2 separate regions of the Arachis hypogaea genome follow, and region 2 is linked to region 1. The links are chromatin contacts, called in public Hi-C maps. All regions are on one chromosome and are shown on one strand. Each heading gives the region's core, a stretch centred on a gene start, on an enhancer-like site or on the middle of the called end of the contact. The rest is flanking DNA. Distances are from core to core; before and after follow the strand shown. Region 1 holds the start of LOC112702381. Region 2 has its middle 11 kb from the start of LOC112701100.

Region 1 (5,700 bases), core at 1,635-4,134:
CTTTATTTGTTCTGTATTTATAACTTATATTTATTTTCTAATATTAATATAATTTATTTTTATATTTAAAAATATTAATTTTAAATATTTTTTATTGTAAAATAATTTTTTTACATCGTGTTTTTAAATGCCATAATCGTATTTTATTAACAAAATAAATAAAATAATTTGTTATATTTAAATAAAAATATAATTTTAAAATCTAAAATAATTAGAAATATATTTTAAAAACAAACTAACTAAACATATTTTTTATATAAACGGTGAAGTACTTATAATAAATGGAACTCCACTGAACTTCCGACCGGCGAACTCCCCTAAACGACAAACTCTCCTGAACAGTAAATTCTTGAACGGCCATACCCGCACAAATTATTTTATTTATTTTGTTAAATAAGATACGATTATGGCATTTAAAAACACAATGTAAAAGAATTATTTTACAATAAAATGTATTTAAAATTAATATTTTTAAATGCAAAATAAATTATATTAATATTAAAAAATAAATATAAGTTATAAATATAAAATAAATAAAGTATACAAAATGAGAGTACACGTAAATTTAACTTTAGAGATGGGAGTACCAAAAAAAAAAAGAGATTATATTAAATAAGAGTATAAATAAATTTTTATATTAGTCTTTATACCCCTTGTCAATTTTATTAATATTCTTTTTTTCAAATTAAATGAAAAACACAAAAACATATAACAACCAAAAAATAAATAATATGCTAGTAAAAAATATTATCATATTCTCATAAAATAAAAAATATATCATCACAAAATTATAGAAAAATACAAAAAAAACATTAAAGATAAAAAGTAGCTTGAAATAAAAAATAGCTGACTATACCCAAAAAAAATAAAACTCAAATCTCATACTACTTAATATTCCATTTTAATGTTAAATCAATCATGTTTTCATACTTTATTTTCATTTTCATCGAAAATAAAAATGAAAACGCCTAAATCAATTAGCTATTTTTTGTATTTTTAATAATAAAAATTTCAATTTATAATTTAACATATGTCTTAGGTATTATTTGAATGTAAGAAGAAAAATAAGAAGAAAGAAAATAAAAGAAAATAAAAGAAAAGAAAAAAAAAAAGAAAAGAAAAAATTAATTTTTTTGGTACGTTGTATTATATTTTTTATATTATACAAAGAATAAATTTATAATTTGCTAATTTTTTTTTATCAATTTTCTTTGCATGGTTTAAAAAATTTTGACATGGATTTTACATTATTTTTTTTTTCTCTTTCACCCAATTTTTCTTCTCATCCAATTAAAAAAAAAACTTATTTTTTTATTTTTTACATTTTTTCTCTCCATATTCCTTTGAACCAAACATAATGTTAAAGTATAAGATAGATAAATTCTAAAATATAACAAAAATGATAAACTTGTGCCTAACACAAAAAGTAAATATTTAGATGCAGTTGTATTTATATAAAATTTATAATTAAAAAATATTAGATGATAATTTAACTAAATTTATTAAATTATCTAATAATTTTTAAATATCAACTTATACAAAAATACCTGAATACGAGTTTTCATCCGTACAAAAAAAATCTTATTAGTGATTAGACATTAATTAGGGGCAGCGTGTCCCTCGCAGTATCTAACTATCCATGATACAATTGTGACTTTACCAAATCAAAAAATTGTCCCGGCTGCCAGAGCTGACCATAATATTATTAAGCATGTTTGACTTAAGAAATTTCTGATGATAAAACATATGAGTAAATGAGTAATTAACATCGCTTTTCTTGAACCTCAATCACTTAACTCCGTAACTATATTATATGATACTTTCTTGTTTCTACATATAACCTCATCACATGCTGCACTTTACCCTTCAACTCAGATTAGTCTCTTCTTAATTAGGTTAATGTCATAGGCAATGACGAAATTGCATGCTTAATTTGTAATAATCTCATACTTAAAAATAAATAAATAAATAAATAAAGTTCAAGTGAATTTTCATAAAGATATATAATTATATAGATATAGATTTGTGACGGTAAGTCCAAGATTTAATTATGTTATTAGTGAATTTAATCAAAGGATTTTTTTACCTATTATTATTTGGTCGTTATCACCCGTTCATATATATTCTTGCAACGAGGAATGAGTTTAATGGAAAAGAATTATTTGTTCACATACACTGAACCATAATTCAAATATCAACTAATCACGTCTTAAACAATATTTGTTTAACTAGGTAGAAAATATTTTTTTATCAGAAATATTAGAAAAATAATATCTAAAATTATCTTATATAATATAATATTTAAAATTTTCTACACATAATATTCATAACTATATTACTCAATTATTTTAATAATAATTAATAAATATTAAATAAGATAAATTTAAGCTATTTGAATTGATTTCTTATTGTTTCTAAAATAATATTATATTTTTATATACTAAGAAGAGTGATTTTTTCTTGACACTAATTTATTATGACCTCATGTTTAAAGAAATGAAAGAAAATTTATAAAAAAAAAAACTAAATAAGTGATTATAAAGTAATATTGAATAACAAAATTACTTGATAAAAGAAATGCGAAATCTCTTATAAGTGTAATGGCTTTATTTAATCAATATTATTGTTTTAATTTAACAACTTAAGTTCACTATATATGTTTATAATAAGTTAATAACAAGTATAGTTTTTTATTAAATCCGAGTTTACCGTAACGTTTGACCTAATTAACAACCAGATAAATTTGTCTTTTCACCGCGTTGAGAATCCAAAAATTTTCAACAGTTTTAATCATTTATAACCAATTCTGATTCTTCTAGATAGTACCTAAAATAGTAAAATTTGTAGTAATCATAAATACTAATCTTCTGCGTTGTATTAGAGAGAGAGAGACATGAAGAAAGACTTGAAAAAATAAATTTAAAAAAAATCTAGAAGTCTTTGTTGGGCGTTATAAAGTTCCAACTTCTAATCTATTTGTCTTCACTCAACATAGTAGACAAGTATTGGTCAAAAAAATAACACATTTCTTCCTCTCTATTCTTTTCTCCCTAAAATATATTGTAAACCTTTTGTTTTTGTATCTCAATTCAATTCACACACACACATATATATACTCCTTCATTTTCTCTAAGAAACCCATAGTTTTGGAAGAATCTTGGAAAGAAGCATAAGAGATGGGTTTTTCAAAAGAAGAGAAATCAAAGAGGGTATTGAGGGTTGTGAAGACACTTTTCTTTTTAATCACAATGATTATGTCATTGCTTCTCATCTCTGCTCCCACCATTCTTGTTATTGGCGATGCTCTGCTTCCCTCTGCTCTTCTCTCTGTTTTTTCTTCTTCATCATTGTTGTCGCCGCCATCATCTATCAAAACAACTCTGTTTTCTCATCTTCAGAATTACGATTTTCGATACTCCCTCGTCGATATCCCCCTCCTATCCATCGCTCGATCTCTCGTTATATTCTGTAAGTAATTATGATGCATAAATACCATAGTTTTTTAATCAAAAAGCAAAGAAAAATATATACTCTGTTTTCCTCTGTTTCTTAATGTTATGCTCTGTTTTCCTCTGTTTTTGTCCCCTGTTTTTTTCAGGTGTTTATAGCTTATGTGATGGGCCAAGGCTTTCAAATGGTCCATATTTGGGTGTAACAACGGTGTGTTCGGTGTTTTCTTTGATGTTTGTGTCATTGAAAGCTGTTTACATATTTGGGAGTGGAACAACAGCAGCAACAAAAGAGTATTATTATGTTAGAAGCTCCGAAATAGCTTTATTTGTGTGCTCTTATGTTTTTGCTGTGGGGCATGTTGTTGTTGCATACAGAACAAGTTGCAGAGAGAGAAGGAAGCTTTTGGTCTACAAAATTGACATTGAAGCTGTAAGTCTTTCATCCTCAATTTCTATTCCATTTGGCATCAAAATCAATTTACTTAAAAAACAAGTTATTTTGAAAAGGGATGAGTCAATTAAGTGTTTGTATTTTTCTATTTTTTAACTCATTAGTTGTTTAAGTGCAACTCCCTAAGAAATTAGTTGTTTTAAAACAAATTGATATCTATTTAAAGGATTTAATCATATAGTATCACACCAACAAAAGTACCATTAATCTGAAAGATATAAACATCTTATATATATATATATATATATATAGTGACAATGATTTTGTAATTTGTTTTATATTATCAAAGAATGATAAAATTGAACTCTTCTTTTATTAGTCATGAAAATATCATTACCCATTGAAAACGGAAATATACACACGTTTTTAAACCAAATTTAAGAGGAAATGGGTTATGGGGTCCCACTTAGGTACAATAAAACACCAATGAAACTTCCTTGTATGACCTTAGTGCCATAGGTGTGGTTGAGTATATTCCAATAGAAAACAATGTTTTTAATTTTTGCTTGCTTGTGGTGGTGCACCATTAAGTTTTCTTTGAATTCTTCAACCCTAAAATTCAAATTCAATATTATGCTTAGCTTTAACAAATAACAAAATATCTCTATTAATAACTTTTCAATTCAGCTACATAGTGCTGGTGAGAAATTACAAAGGGTAGGCATAGTGGAAATGTTAGACTCCTGGTCAAACCATTTACCAATTTGATTTTAATCTTCCAGATGGTCAAACCTAGCCCTTTTATAATCAAATTTTCTATAATTTATTAAACATTTTTTTTTTTGGTGTGTCTAGAAACATGCATGTTCTTAAATAAATGATAACTGAATCATGGAATGTAAAACCTAGTCTCACTCAAACTCACATGTGAATCATGATATTTTTCCATGTTACAAAATTATGGAACGTGCATAGCACCGCCCTAAAATTATGGCTAGAACCGACCATAGTTAATTTATGAATATTTTAGGCATCTATGATCATGTGCCAATATATTTGCAAATCATGTTCCACTTCTTTTGATGTTGAATCCAAATTCTTTCTTAGCATGAAACTCATCATCATAGCAATAACCAGAATATCATAACTGCCCATCAGCAATAATTCTTAAATCTTAGGTTTCTCTCGCTAAATCCGAGGCAATCATCAAATCATTTCCCACCTCAGCCCATACTTACATAATTAATAATTAATTATTTAATGCAGAAACAATGATATTTGAATTTTTTTTTTAGTGGTCAAGTAAGAATATTAAATTATTAATATCTTAGCTATATATTTTGTACCGAGATTAAAAGTGAAAATATTTTCAGCATGCAATATATTAGAAACATTAGAAGATTATTTATCTTTTATAAAAGTTTAACATTTTAGATTTTGAATAGGTATTCTTAAAGACAGATACATGGGTACCTAAATGTGTTTGCTAATATTTTAAAAACAATATGTCTAGTGTATTTTAAAATTTAAAATAGTTATAACAAACAAATTTTGAAATTTTTTAGTATTTTTAGTGTATCAATATTTGAAAATTACTTGTTTAAAATCTTTAAATTTTTTTTTTGAATTTTGATAAACAAATTGAGAAGGAAAAAAAAAAGAGAAAAGTAATTAACTGAGTTAGTAATACTACATAGCTAGTAAATATTATTATTTTAGATAAGTATTTAATTACTTATATTTATAAAAATTTATATACATAAAATATATAATTTGTATAATTTATTAATATTTATACACATAAGTTAACATAAATTATACTTATATTTATCAGAATTTATATACATAAATTAATAA
Region 2 (5,700 bases), core at 1,121-3,620, 61 kb after region 1:
AGAAGCCAAAGAAAAGGCAAAAGCCTAAGAAATTTTTAAAGTTAGTTTAAGAGATAATAATAATTTCTTATTACTTATGAAAAGTATTTTCATTTTATCTTCAAATAATGTAAGACTTTTAATAAGTAACTGAATAATTAGAGAGATGATAATATCATTTTTATTTTGATAATTTTATTTATTTTTTATAAATTTATATAAATATATAATATAAAAAATATTATGTAAAGAGTGATGTTATCAAAAATAAAAATTAAATTATAATTTTCTGAATAATTACTGTGGGAACTTCATTTTTAATAATTGATATGTAAAAAATTATCTGTCGCATTTCGCAAATAAATAAGAAAACAATCTAAAAATAAATTGAATCTCCTTCTGCTCTTGAAATCCATACTTATCTTAAAAAAAAAAGTAAGCAAAGCAATAATAATGGAAGCCAATAAAAGAATTGTAGAGCCATCACACGTGCAATTACGATGACAAGACAGCGACATGGGTAGTGCACAAAGAAAAAAAATGAGTACACTAATGACGTAGATTAGTAACAGTTGGATTTGACATTGGGAATGATTAATTATGGGACCATATTGTATTAATCATCATTAGGAGCACACAAATACACCTGGAAAAATAAAGGGTTTAGCCATTCAGGGATAAGCTTTTTTCTATTCCCACTTTTGTCCTTTTATTATTATTATTTTTTTCTTGTTAGTGAACCCATTTATTAGTCCACTTGTTATTGGAATGTCCTTTGCAATTTTTGGGGATGAAATTCCAGAAATTCTTGAATTTTAAGATCACTAAGAAAATAAAAAGAAAGCTGTTAATTTAATTTTACTGGCTGTGGGTTAGTATAGTCTCGTAGGTAAAAGTCAATTTATAGCATAACACTTGATAATCAACTTGGGTTGGTCGACAGTTCATTTGTCTGCTTAAACAAATGTTGGGAGTTCAAACTCCGCCTGCTGCATGCAGCAAGTTGGCCAGCGGCAGACCCTTAAATGGAGCTCAGATGCGACGAATTAGTTCTTAACCATTAGTTCTTAACCTGTCGGGTTAGAGAATATCATACCGTTTGGGTGAATAAAAAAAATAGCATAACACTTGACAAGTGTTTAAAAGAGTTTAGCTTACTAAAAGTTCTAAATTTTGGTTTAATAATAAGGGTTCAATCTACCATTTTATCTAATTAATTTTAGTAAATATCTTTAAAGATATGTTTGTAAATTTTGATTTTGGAGCAAAACTAAGAAATATAAAAGACTTAAAATCATAAATATTATTAATGATTAATCCATCGCGAATTTGAGTTTCATTAAAATGTTTATTATTAGCCAATGTACTGCATATACCAGACGAGATACAAACACCGACATCTATACCCTAATTAATTTTATTATTTATTCATTACCATGTTTTGAATCACTACAAAGCTAATGATCTATTATTATGTATGTAATAAACAAAAGAGAATGCAAATTTCTCCTTGATTTTTTAGAGATGCATACTTCAACATCAACATGTGTTAATTATGATGGGACGGAACAGCTTTTACAGAATCCCCACATCAAACATTTGGAAAAAAGAAAAAAGAAAAAAGAAAAAAGAAGATGAATTTGTAATTTATTTAGGCTAATGAATGTTTGTGTATGATCCCATTCTTGTGACACTCTTTACAGCCTACAATGTACATGATTGTGATGATCAATTGACAACAGCACTATAATGGGTTAGGAAAGTGGTTTACCTTTAATAATGCAACCAATTAGATACATCAACTTTTTCATGATCCAAATGGACGTATATTGTTGCTTAGCTATAATAAATAGTGTACATGGCTGCTACAATTGTGAGGTTAGTGCTCTATAAGACCACTACACGTGACAAAAGTAGGAATTAACGACATGCCATGATAACTCCATCTTTTCGTTTTTGCATGTGCATCCATATTTCTTTAGTTTTTCCCTTACTCCCATCTAGAACATTTAAACTCATTATGTATGTGTAAACAATGTTAAGATATATATAAAAAAATCACTCAGCAAATCAACTATTCGTATAAAATATTGTTCGGTATTTTGGATATCGAACGGTTCGGAGGGATCCTCAGATGGATAAATGGGGCATAGCCTGGAATCGGGCCACGAGGATAGAGTTGGAGTAGCTGACGTCCCGAGCTCTTAACGCGGAGGGGGTGTCACCTGCAAAGACACTCCGAGTCAGTTGAATGTGCAGACGAAAAAGGAATAAAGTGGTGTATAACGTACCTTGGGAGAGGAATAAGACCCTCTCTATATATACTGTGTCAGAAGTGGATCCGATCAAAGAAGACCCACCTTCCTCGAAACTTCCTCATACAGCCGTAGTGATGAGCTGTCAGGGATGCGTATCCGGACCGGTGGCTAAGCGGCTCGCACCCGACCGTTCGGATCGGGTGGCCTACGTGTCGGGTCGACCCGCAATCAGTTTGGGCCAGGTCACAACAAATATATATTAAAAATAAATTTAATATTATATATATTTATACACAAATATATAATAATTAATTTTTTATATATACATAATATTTTTTTATGTGTAAATTATTGTTTGCGTGTGTGCTCATTTTTTTTTAAAGAATTGATGATGTACTGAAGGTGGTCTAGTTATAACTTACAAATGATCACATAATATTCATGTCTTACGCTTGTTATTATAAATATCATTTATATATGAAAGAATTTGATTGTATGATCCAATACTTTATTTTATTTATATTTTGTCATGAAAATATTATATTTATATAGTGAACAACATGAATACATCATAATGAAATCCTTAAAGTCTGATTGATTTGTATTTTTATTTTTAATTTTTTTTAAAATTTTGTGAAAAAAATAAAAACAATAATAACATTTTTTTTATTTTCACATTCTATTTTTATTTTTTATCACAAACTTTTAAAAATAAAAACAGAAAATAAAAATATAAATCAAATGTAACCTTTTTCTTTAGGAGTTGGCATTCTTTTTGGGGCTGATTGGCATTGTGTATATGGGCTTTACAGACCTATTCATTATTCAGACCTTATTTGTGAATGGCCCGTCCAAATTTTGTGGCAAACCCATCTTTTCCCCTTGTTTTTTCTTGAGAAAAGTCACTTTGGACCAAGGTGTCTAAATCAGCCCCAGGCCATAAAATGTGAGGAAACACGAAATAGTTTGATTCATGAAAATTACACCAAAAAAAAAAGTTTAATTCATGAAAATAAATAACATTGCAAGACCTATATATATATATATATATTGGAGAATTTTGTGTTTAGAAATGTTACTACTAGTGAAGTTAAAATAATTACTTTATGTAATAATAAAAAATGAAATGAAGACTTTTAGTAATAGTACTCCTTAAAACCTCTGATCATAGTGTGTATATATAGATAGCATATTTTTTTTGTCTTTAAAATTTGTCCAACATTTTAAAAATAATTTTTAAGTTTTTTTTTTATTTCAAAAGTTTTTAATTTATATCAAATGTATTTTTGATTGCTAAATTTTTAAAAAATTTAAGACTAATTTAACAATGTTTGATAATTAAGAATCAGTTATGTTATTTGTGTTAAAGGTTATTGTTACAAATTATTATTGAATTAATGTTAAATTTTTTGAAAATTGGCTTTAAATGATATATTTGATACAAAAAAAAAATTAAAAAAAATTAAAATAAAATAAAATTTAAGAATATTTTTAAAATTTTTAACAAATTTTAGCAACTAAAAAAATACTTTATCCTAATATATTTAGAATTTTATTTTATTTTTATTTTTTGTGTGTGGAGGGAGTTACATATACCACTGTAATTTCAAGTACATACACTCTTTTACTTTGGTGGAGAAGTACAGTGTTTTAGTTTTGGTAGATTTCGAAGTACAGTGCTGAAAGTACAAGTACTAGATACTCATAATTTAGTTGAGCCTAAGTTTCAACAACCTTACGTTTGATTAATGGTCACACTCACAAAAACCTTTCAAAAAGTCGCATGGCTTACGAAATCCATCACTCACTTTGCTTTTTCCCACGTTATGGCCCAAACTTTCTTATTCTATTGTCCAAAACAAGAAAATTTAGCGATTGCACGTATTTTTAGTAAAAAAAATTTAGTTTTAATTTAATAAATGAGTCCAATTAGGGAGACAATGAAATACTGTACAATATGTATAATGCACTATTTATTGATTCAATATGTATTAATAATGTAAATTAAACATCATTATTCATAATTTCTAGTTGCCTGTTCAATTTTGTGATATCTACCCCCAATTTACCTAAAATTCTTTCACAATCACCCACCGTTATCCTATCTCCAAAAAATCTCATTGTTTGTACCACAGAAAAATCTCTCTTTTACCGTTGTCCCGCCGTGTGCACAGCAACTTGCATTCCACCGCTCTGTTTCTGTGCGACGTGTAGCTTCTGTTCTTGCCGACCGGAACTGTGGCGCTCCGCCTCCTCATGCCACGCCCTTGCCGGAAGAACCTCCATCACTCCTCACGCGGCTGAACATCCGTGACCTGCAACTGTTAGCGTCGCCGACGTGAGTTGCAACCTCGAACCCCCGCGCTTGCATCATCCTAGTGCCAGTCTGCTGCCTGGGTCTTGTTGAATTACTCGAAGAATAAACATCTACGAAAACTGAAAAAGTGAACATCCAAAATCATACAAAAACGAACATTCAATGTGAACGTGTATAAATAACAACGCAATTACTTTATAAAACGACTAACTATCAACCAAATGACCGTGTAAAAAATATTTTAAAACCGTGATAGTCATTTACTTTATAAAACGACGACGGCTGGTAACTATGACAGCACCGGCATTTACTTCGAGAAGAGAGTGCGAGAAGAAGTTCACACCGTAATGAGAAAGGGAGGTAATCCTAATTTGATTTCATAACTGACGGAATCATGATTTGATTTAAATTTTAAATTGGAAACTATCCAAAATTTGTTAATTACCTCTAATTTAATTCTAATTTCAATTTAACCCTATTGTACACATTGTATAAAATATACCTTGACTCCTCGTACTTTTCTTTTAATAAATGCAATAAAATGTTAACTTCCTGTGTTTTTTTATAAAAATATTTAATAATATTAATATTTACTCTCAAAATACATATTAATTTAAAAAAATTAATTTGTTGATCACTTATGAAGTGATACAAATAAAAGATTTTGAGAAGTATTAAAATGAAATAAAATAAAAATACAAATTAAATAAGTTCTAATTTTCTCTTTCTCCATATGATATATATATAACTTAAAATAATTGGGTTTATACTTTAAATTAAATGAATGATTAAATTTAATTATGATAAATAAACCTATTTCAATCAATATGATATGTAACAAAGAGTAATTTAATTACTCTTTAAAATAAAGAGAGTTTGGTATATAACTTAAAATAATTGAGTTTATACTTTTTATATATTTTGTAAATAACAAAGATAGTGTTATTCTTTTCTAATGCCTCAAAGGTCACTTTAAATGATGATTTATTTAAGAAAAAGCGTGTTGGTGGTGTGGTGGTTGTATGCATTAGCTAGGTAGTGCAATAATGCAAGATTATTTCCCCCGTGATAATGCCTTTATTTCTCTTTGCTGCTTTAATACAATTATGCCCTACAATGGGTTTCAAATAATTTATAGCGCTTAGT

Evidence for each region. Hi-C and Micro-C count contacts between places; a contact is called where the count stands out from the background.
Region 2: a Hi-C map of an unstated tissue shows a contact between it and region 1, with 4 times the contacts expected there. The contact joins the enhancer-like site here to the promoter of LOC112702381 in region 1. A contact is called at or near these places in 3 of 8 Hi-C or Micro-C datasets (leaf and an unstated tissue).

The regions. Positions count from the first base shown.
Region 1 is chr7:9,749,076-9,754,775 of arahy.Tifrunner.gnm2.J5K5, forward strand. It overlaps LOC112702381, which reads left to right and starts at 2,885. Exons shown (of 4, transcript XM_025753383.2): 1 at 2,885-3,468; 2 at 3,599-3,882. The coding sequence starts at 3,177.
Region 2 is chr7:9,810,416-9,816,115 of arahy.Tifrunner.gnm2.J5K5, forward strand. No RefSeq gene overlaps it. Among protein-coding and RNA genes, the nearest start is that of LOC112701100, 11 kb to the right of the region's middle. Within about 2 kb of position 2,371, at least 2 of the 3 cell types and tissues checked have open chromatin away from gene starts, as enhancers often do.